3 separate regions of the Danio rerio genome follow, and all the other regions are linked to region 2. Evidence: chromatin contacts called from public Hi-C data. All regions are on one chromosome and are shown on one strand. The core of a region is the stretch at or near the end of the contact, and the rest is flanking DNA. Distances in the headings are between cores, read along the strand shown.

Evidence for each region. Hi-C and Micro-C count contacts between places; a contact is called where the count stands out from the background.
Region 1: a Hi-C map of skeletal muscle shows a contact between it and region 2, with 7 times the contacts expected there. The contact joins the enhancer-like site here to the promoter of si:dkey-60a16.1 in region 2. A contact is called at or near these places in 9 of 18 Hi-C or Micro-C datasets (caudal fin, embryo, fibroblasts and 3 more) and 4 of 4 datasets of contacts at active chromatin or transcription factors (caudal fin, embryo, gastrula embryo and 1 more).
Region 3: a contact with region 2 is called in a Hi-C map of hematopoietic stem cells, with 5 times the contacts expected there. The contact joins the promoter of zdhhc14 here to the promoter of si:dkey-60a16.1 in region 2. A contact is called at or near these places in 2 of 18 Hi-C or Micro-C datasets (hematopoietic stem cells and an unstated tissue) and 1 of 4 datasets of contacts at active chromatin or transcription factors (caudal fin).

What each region holds. Positions count from the first base shown.
Region 1 is chr20:5,057,209-5,059,908 of GRCz12tu, reverse strand. It overlaps arid1b (AT-rich interactive domain 1B), which reads left to right. Exons shown (of 20, transcript NM_001346215.1): 14 at 863-1,001; 15 at 1,088-1,236. Among named protein-coding and RNA genes, the nearest start is that of tmem242, 29 kb to the right of the region's middle. Within about 2 kb of position 1,313, at least 7 of the 62 cell types and tissues checked have an H3K27ac peak or open chromatin away from gene starts, as enhancers often do.
Region 2 is chr20:5,215,110-5,217,901 of GRCz12tu, reverse strand. si:dkey-60a16.1 reads right to left here and starts at 1,461. Exons shown (of 5, transcript XR_012396312.1): 1 at 1,190-1,461; 2 at 764-1,085.
Region 3 is chr20:5,026,868-5,029,585 of GRCz12tu, reverse strand. It overlaps zdhhc14 (zDHHC palmitoyltransferase 14), which reads left to right and starts at 1,328. Exons shown (of 10, transcript NM_001045187.1): 1 at 1,328-1,569. The coding sequence starts at 1,328.

The DNA of each region.
Region 1 (2,700 bases), core at 64-2,563, 160 kb after region 2:
ATGTGTATAAATATATATTTATTCCATTTCAATATTAATAGGGTATATGCCGAGCTAGTGTTTATCCCATACTGATAAACATCTGGTGACCTGTTATTGTGAGTTTTTTTCCTTTTTATACGGTTCCTTTTACCGCATCGATGTTGTGATGTAATTAAGATACAATCAGTTAAACAGACTTTGGCATTATTTAGTTACTCAAGCGTAAAACAAGACAAAAAGACGTTTACTCGCACGCACCCGTCAGAATCGGCAGGATAGCGCAGAAGCTCCACTGAATATACTGGGGTAAATTAAATGTTCATATTTAAAGACATGGCGGGGAAATGTAATTTAATGCGGTGCTTCTTGTACAATCTGAGTCCAGTTTATATCAGATATCACTCAGCCAGTGGAGATCGCTGATTTTTAAAGATAACAGATCTTAAACGCGTCAATTTTGCATTAGCATACAGTTAACCGGAAGCGATTAACCCAGGTTACAGGCAAATTAAAAGTCCTATTAGCATGCTTTGCCATATACCCTATTTCGGTACTGAATAATATGCAAATGTGTATACGATTTATTTACAACATGGTTTGTAATGTTTTCTTTCTTTTAGTAGATTCTATCATATGAAAGACTTGCTTTGTTTACCAAACAAGTGCATCTAATTGTGTTTGTATTGTAAACCTTATTTACAAGCTAAAAGGTGATTCTTTTTTAGTAACCCCACACAAATCCTTAATTTTTTTACTAAATTACACAGAATTCGCAAGAACGCTTGACATGGCGAATCCTGGCATGTGACTATTGTTACGTCTATGCCTAAACAGTACATTTGCTCAGCCCTGATGTACTCCTTTTCTATCTGTCCAACAGCAAACTCAGGCTCTCTTCAGGGGCCGCAGACTCCTCAATCTACAGGCAGCAGCACCATGACAGAGATGCCAGGGGACCTAAAGCCGCCAACACCCGCTACCACACCGCACGGACAAGTCACCCCTCAGCCTGCCGTCAGGTTGGCGGAATTCATGGATTATATTGAAGTATCTCATGAATTCGTTTGCGTGTATTGATTTGTTTTGTCCTTGTTTGCTACTTTAGAAACAGTGGTATTAGCGTGCAAGATCCGTTCTCAGAAGGCAGTGACCCAGCCTTTCAGAAGCGAGGTCCCATGCATGGAGGCAGCGGAGATGCTACCTCTAGAATGCAGTTTGACACTAGTAAGGATCCCTTCGGAGCTGCTAGGAAAGGTATGATGTTGTGGTTGATAGATTGGACAGTTGTTGTTTTTTTTCAGCTGCTCACTGCTGCCTCACTGTGCTCAGTTTATTAAAGCCACATGTTCAGGATTTATTGAGCACGGCTGCCATCTAGTGTCTGCAGGGTAAAAGCAGCAGGAATTCAATTGATCTTGTTTACTTGCTACGCTGTAAAAAGCAGAGGTGTAAAGAGTACCTGAAAACTATACTTGAGTAAAAGTAGAGATACCTTACTGTAACAATTACTACATTACAAGTCACTCAAGACTTGAGTAAAAGTATTAAAGTACGGAACCCCGGAAGGGACGTAGTGGAGGAGAAAAAAATTGGCTGAGTAAAAAAAAATAATGGGTAAAAGAAAAAAAATTGGTGGGAGGAAAATATATATTTCTAAGTTTTTGCGTTCTCTCACAAAGTTTTGCGTTCCCTCGCAAAGATGTTTTGCGTTCTCTCGCAAAGTTTTGCGTTATCTGATGTTTTGCGTTCCCTCGCAAAGATGTTTTGCGTTCCCTCGCAAAGATGTTTTGCGTTCTCTCACAAAACTGTTTCTCCACAAACACTTCCCGTTCACTGCACTCACGTAAACCCTCCCGTTTTTGCTGAAATTCTCCCATATTTTATCATTCTATCCCACTTTCTTTACATTACTGTGCGCTGATCGTCGCCTTTCACTTTGCAACCTCTGAACCAGTGAATGCATGTTTAAGCGCTGACTGACAGACGCGCTTCGTACAATAAACTGATCCCAGATCATCGTCTGTACGCGCCATTTAAAGGGACACTTCTGTTATCAAACAAGTGAGCAGCAAATGAATCTCATGTTTTGTTTAGTTTGATAACAGAGGTGTCTCTGTAAGAATGCACAGATCTATAATGAAAGCAGTCCATTACTTTAGAAACTGTTTGTGCTCATTTAAGAGTAAATAAGCTGTTTAAAATAAAACATGCGGAGAGGACGGAGATGTTTCATATTATTCAGTGTATTTGTCTGTTTAAACATACACCCGCTCCTCTGTAAATGGCGTGTACAGACGCTGATCTGGGATCAGTTTATTGTAAGCGCGTCAGTCAGCGCTTACACATGCATTCACTGGTTCAGAGGTAGCATATGCACAGTAATGTAAAGAAAGTGGGGTAGAATGGTAAAATACGGGAATATTATATATAAAACATCTTTGCGAGAGAACGCAAAACATCTTTGCGAGATAACGCAAAACTTTGCGAGGGAACGCAAAACATCTTTGCGAGATAACGCAAAACATCTTTGCGAGGGAACGCAAAACTTTGCGAGAGAACGCAAAAACTTAGAAATATATATTTTCCTCCCACCCATTTTTTTTTTTCACCCATTATTTTTTTTTCACCCAGCCAATTTTTTTTTCCTCCACTACGTCCCTTCCGGGGTTCCGTATTAAAGTATCCGATTTTAAAAGAACTTACTTTACTCATACTGAA
Region 2 (2,792 bases), core at 212-2,711:
CTCTTTTCTGCCGCCCTATAAGCAGATATATCTGAGGAAAAAAAAGTATTGAAAAAAAAAAGTATTGAAAAATACTTATATACATAGAAACAAAAATAATAACTTAGTATACAATCAGACTACAGCGGGGGATCAGTACCAGAGAAAAATCATGAAATCTAACATTAAATCAAATATTTTGTTTTTAATTTGCATTAGAGACTTTTTCAAAGTTTCCATTTCTAATAAAAAGATATTACATTTTGGTGTAAATTTTGCAAATTTCTGTTCATGAATAACATATTTACCTTGTAAGATGTAGAAGTTAACAACAGACTCGAATGTTCTTTTTGTGTGTGGAAAAAGTGCAAATTACATGTTTTAAAGAGAGCCTGTCATTAACATTTCTTTGCCCAAATAGCACGTCTCTAGCATCATTCCAAAATTTAAGAGACATCACAGTTATACAAAAGATAGCTAATCCTCATGTATATTACAAAATGTGCAAGCATTATTAATATTCATGAATTTATATAAAGTAATTTACAAGGATTCATTTTGTGAAGTATTTTAAAGTCCACTCCTTTAACTTTATTTAAAAAAGGCTAAATTTAATGGGTATTGACCAGGTAGCATTCCAATTAATATCAATAATTTTTTTTATTCCAATAATATTTCCCTCTATGGGGATATATTGTGTTAAGACTGAAACAATTGTTTATTTTTTATTGTTATATGATGGAGAAAGTATGTCAAAACCGTACTGTTGACATCGTCAGCCTACCTGGTGTAAAACCTAATGTCATCATCGGATGCGGCGAACCTCTCCAAACAAAACCTGCTGCTCAGGGAAATCTCCTCTATGTGTTTTCGGAGACTCGCAATTTCCACAAGTAGATCCTCAGTGTGGTCTCGAGCTGCAGAGGTGGGGATGGAATCAAGGTGAGAAGTGTGAGCAATCGCATCCATAGAAGGGTCATCATCATCACTATGCAGTTGGTCTGTTTTTATCCTTTCCAAAACTGCAGGCTGTTCGGCTGGGGCGGTGAAGTTGTTCCAGTGAAAAAGCACCGGGATGGCTCCTTTCTCCAAACGCCTGTGTCCAACTGAAGTTAAAGGCTCGATCAGGTCGCTGCATTTGAAATGTCGGCTACACACCCGTTTCTTTGGGGTAACTTTAAAATTGTCCCGTCGAATATTAACCACCCACCTCTCCTGCGCATCTTTGTCTTTGGGAAACGTGTGGAAACTGAGGACTGAGTTGAACTTGGAAGATGCTGTACATTGCGGGACACAGCAGTGGAACTTGCTACTGCGCTCCCGTCTTTGAAACGTCGTTTTCGAACGCTTACACGTCATGGTTATGTACTCGACGCGAACATAAACACGCTTTACTAAATGAACAAAGTCCCTTTAAGGTATTCTATGGTCTTTGACATGAAGCATTAACACATTTAGTACGATCGGCGGAAGTAAACTAGTGTCCTTCTTCATCTTCTTCTTTAGGTTTTAACGGCAGCTGGCATCCTGTTTGTATCATTACTGCCCTCTTCTGTACTATTTTCCTCTTACTCCATCAGGAGAAAGTAATATTTGCTGGGTTATATTTAAAATTATGCTGTGAAACCCCACAAGATGGCAGTACTGCTTAAAAGTTAGCATTGTGTCATGTTCTGCGTTACACAAAAACAGCAAGCTGATTTTTACCAATATCTTTTACCGTTTTTGAACAGCAGATTGAAAAATGTCAAGTCATCTTTATTTCTGTAGCACGTGTGTCTAATAGTGGCTTCAAAGCAGCTTTAGAGAAAGGGCAGGATAAATAGTACAATATCCATACTGAAAAAAACAGCTTAAACCAGCCTAGGCTGGTTTTAGCTGGTCGACCAGGCTGGTCTCAGAGGGGTTTTGGCCACTTCCAGGATGGTTTCCAGCCATTTCCAGCCTGGTCTTAGCTGGTCAGGCTGGGAGATGACCAGCTAAAACCTTTAAATCGCTGTAATTCATTACACACGTGCACTGTTTTGAAACATTTCAAACTTGTGAAACTCACTCTTGATCACATTTGATGATGATTAATGATCCTAGCAAACTGAACAGACCTTTTATTTTGCGCACGTCCCGTCTTGTTGATATGATTATACACGTGACTACCGGGACATGTTAATACGCAGCTGTCAATCAATTCGCTGGGCAGGGGGACCGCACTCCTACATCAAGTTGCGGTCGGCCTGAAAACCGATCCAATTGGTCCACCGTTTTATATTGTTAAATTGAAAAAAAAAGGACTGGGTGTGTCTATATCACCCCAATATGACGGTCTATACACTATACCAACACATATGTGTGTCCAAACAGCTTGAAACGTTTTTTTTTCACCATAGGTGCACTTTTTGGGTGGTATAATAATATATAAAAAATAAAGTACAAACAGTCAATATTATTAGCCCCTGTAAAATTCTAGTTACAGACATCAAAACGTCTAGCATCTTGACTAATTAACTTGCATAGTTAACCTGTAGGTAAGCCTTCAAATTGCACTTTAATGATGAAAATCAACGTTTGTAGGCTGTTTGGAAAGGACTGTGTGCAGATATAGTCTGTCCACAGTCATATTGGAGTGATATAAACACAACAAGTCTTTTTAAAAAATTTCCTGACCATAAAATAGGACCCAAATCCTAGAGATTTTGAGGCCTATTGCAACGTGCTGTAGAAATGCAATTTTCCCTGCTCACTGAATTGATTGACAGGCACCATGTTTCTACAATAGCATGTTTACACACGGTCACAGAACATTTTTTGCCAATAAA
Region 3 (2,718 bases), core at 79-2,578, 190 kb after region 2:
GACGATCACATTGGCTGTGTTTGAAAACTGAGTGAGCCGCCTAGTGCCTACCTAGACTAGACGGCATTCGGCACATCACATACTGAGAGAAGTGATATTCTGGATATTTTTGTAATATACTTTAAATAATAATAATTATAATAATAATAATAATAATAATAATAATACATTGTAGTTTATGTTTGAGGCTTTATTATGTTACATTTTGTCATATTTATTGAAAATTAAAACAATAAACTGATTCATAGAGATTCGTAGTGTGTTGGTAAAATGCTGTTTATATTCAATATTTTAAAATAAACATAATATTAAATAATATAAAATCTAAATAATTTTAAGTCCCAAAATCAAAATGAAGATTGTTTAAAATTGAAAATGCTGATTAGCCGCTAGGTTTTGCAACCCCAAACGTGATGTATACTATCAACTGAGTTCTGAGACACATGCCGCAAAATAAAGTGACTTTAAAGCCAGCTCACTTTGTTTTTAATACACCCAACTGAAATGTGCTGTCTACACAGAGAGCTCAGTCTGATTTGAGACGGCGCCGCTGTGTATAGGGTCATCGTGTGCCGTGAGCTCATGCAGTTCACGCGGTGATCTGTTCCATCCACATCCTGCGCACTACAAGCCTTCCTCTCTCTCTCTCTCTCTTCCTCCATCATCATCGCCACAGATGATTAAACACCCTCCTCTGTGTTAGTTTGGTGTTGTAATGTTCTACGTGCGCAGTCAGGACTATGTTTAGTAGGCGTTGATGCAATAAAGACCCTCTCACGAACGGAATTACGAGGACATCGGAAGGGCGTTTAATACATTAAATCCCACTTGTTATTATTATTTTTTTGAGTCGATTTGGTTTTTTCTGAGCGCTCCTTGTGAACCGAACCGGCGGAGTTACAATCTTTTGAGACGCCCGCATACAAAGCGACATTTCTGGGCATGATGTCCACATGCCTCCGCGTCCTGGAGCGCATCCTGTTGTTGTGTTGAGGATAGACATCTGCAATGAAGGAGTTTATCCAAACAAACATGCTGACCCAACACTCGGATCTTATTTCCCCCCCATCATCTCGGATTTAAACATTAGCAGCTCTTTTAATCGTGATGCGATCGAACCGTTGTCGATTTCCGTAAAACATGGAGCTAAGAAAATGGTTCCTTGGTTACAGTTGCACGCTTTTCTTTGACTGGGTTGTGTAATGCTTCCTCCATCAGCTCAAGAGATGTTTCTACAAGTTCCAGCTCTCTCGTTAGTTCCTTGTGGAGGTTTGCGTTGCTAATTCACTCGTGTTGTTTGGAAGTTTGTTTTATTGCTAGTTGGAACATGCATCTTGGGGTCGAGGAGCCCATCCGGGAGTGCCAGTACAATCAGATCTGCACGCACAACTCCTCGCCCATGGACACTCCGCACATCAAGAAGAAGAAGAACAAACGGAAATGGCAGGTTTTCCCTGGCCGAAATAGGTTTTACTGCAACGGCCGAATCATGATGGCGAAGCAAACTGGGGTCTTCTACCTTACCATGGTTCTTATCTTGGTGACCAGTGGCCTCTTCTTTGCTTTTGAGTAAGTAACTGACCCATTGGAGAACTCTCCTCTGCCCCAGACACTGCCAAACATGGTGTTATGTTATTATAATCATGTTATTAAGGGAATACAAATTTTAATATCCTCAGCAGTTACACTCAAGTGGTTCTAAACTTGAACACAAAACAAGATGTCCTGAAGCATGTTGGAAGCCATCGACAGCCATAGTAGGAAAAACAAGTACTAAGGAAGTCAATGGCCACTTTTTTTCAACCTTCTGTCTTTTTTATTCAACAGAAGAAAGACACTCATAAAAGTTTAGAACCAATTGAGTGTGAGTATATGTGAGGAAATGTTCATTTCTGGGTAAACATCTCTAGGCATGGGCCGGTATAAGACTCTGACGGTATGATAACCTAGCAATATCACGGTTTCACGGTATCACGGTATTGTGATTACTGTTCTAAAGTACATTGTTTTTAAATGTCTGGGTAAAAAAACAACACATTTTTTCCCATTTGAACTCATTATATTGGTTAAACTTTACAATATGGTTCATTAGTTAATATTTATTAGTGCATTTACTAACATGAACAAACAATGAACAATACATTTACTACAGTATTTGTTCATGTTAGTTAACGTTAGTAAATGAAAATACAGTAGTTCATTGTTAGTTCATGTTAACTCATGTTGCATTAACTAATGTTAACTAGCATGGACTTGGATGTTAATAATGCATTAGTAAATGTTCAATTATGATTTATAAATGCTGTACAAGTGTTGTTCATGATTAGTTCATGTTAGTAAATGCATTAACTAATGAACCTTATTGTAAAGTGTTACCATTATATTTCATATTTTGAAAGATTAAAAATATTTTGGGGCAGTAGGGGAGCGTGGGGCACAAAGTAACGCAGGAATAAATGTTAGTTTTAAGTTATGTGCTCAGGGTTAATCATGGTATGCTTCCGTGGTTTTCACCACAATGTCGGCAGACGTCTTTCTGCCAATTATTGAAAAGGTTTGGCGAAATTTGAATGAGAAACAAAGGATAAACCTTTTTCTGCAGCATAAAAGTATTTTTTAATATACTTAATGTTTTTTAATTTTTAAAATTTTTTAAATATTATTTTGTGATCACCATCTTCCTGGCTAAAAGATTAAACCATTTTGAAAGATGTAAAA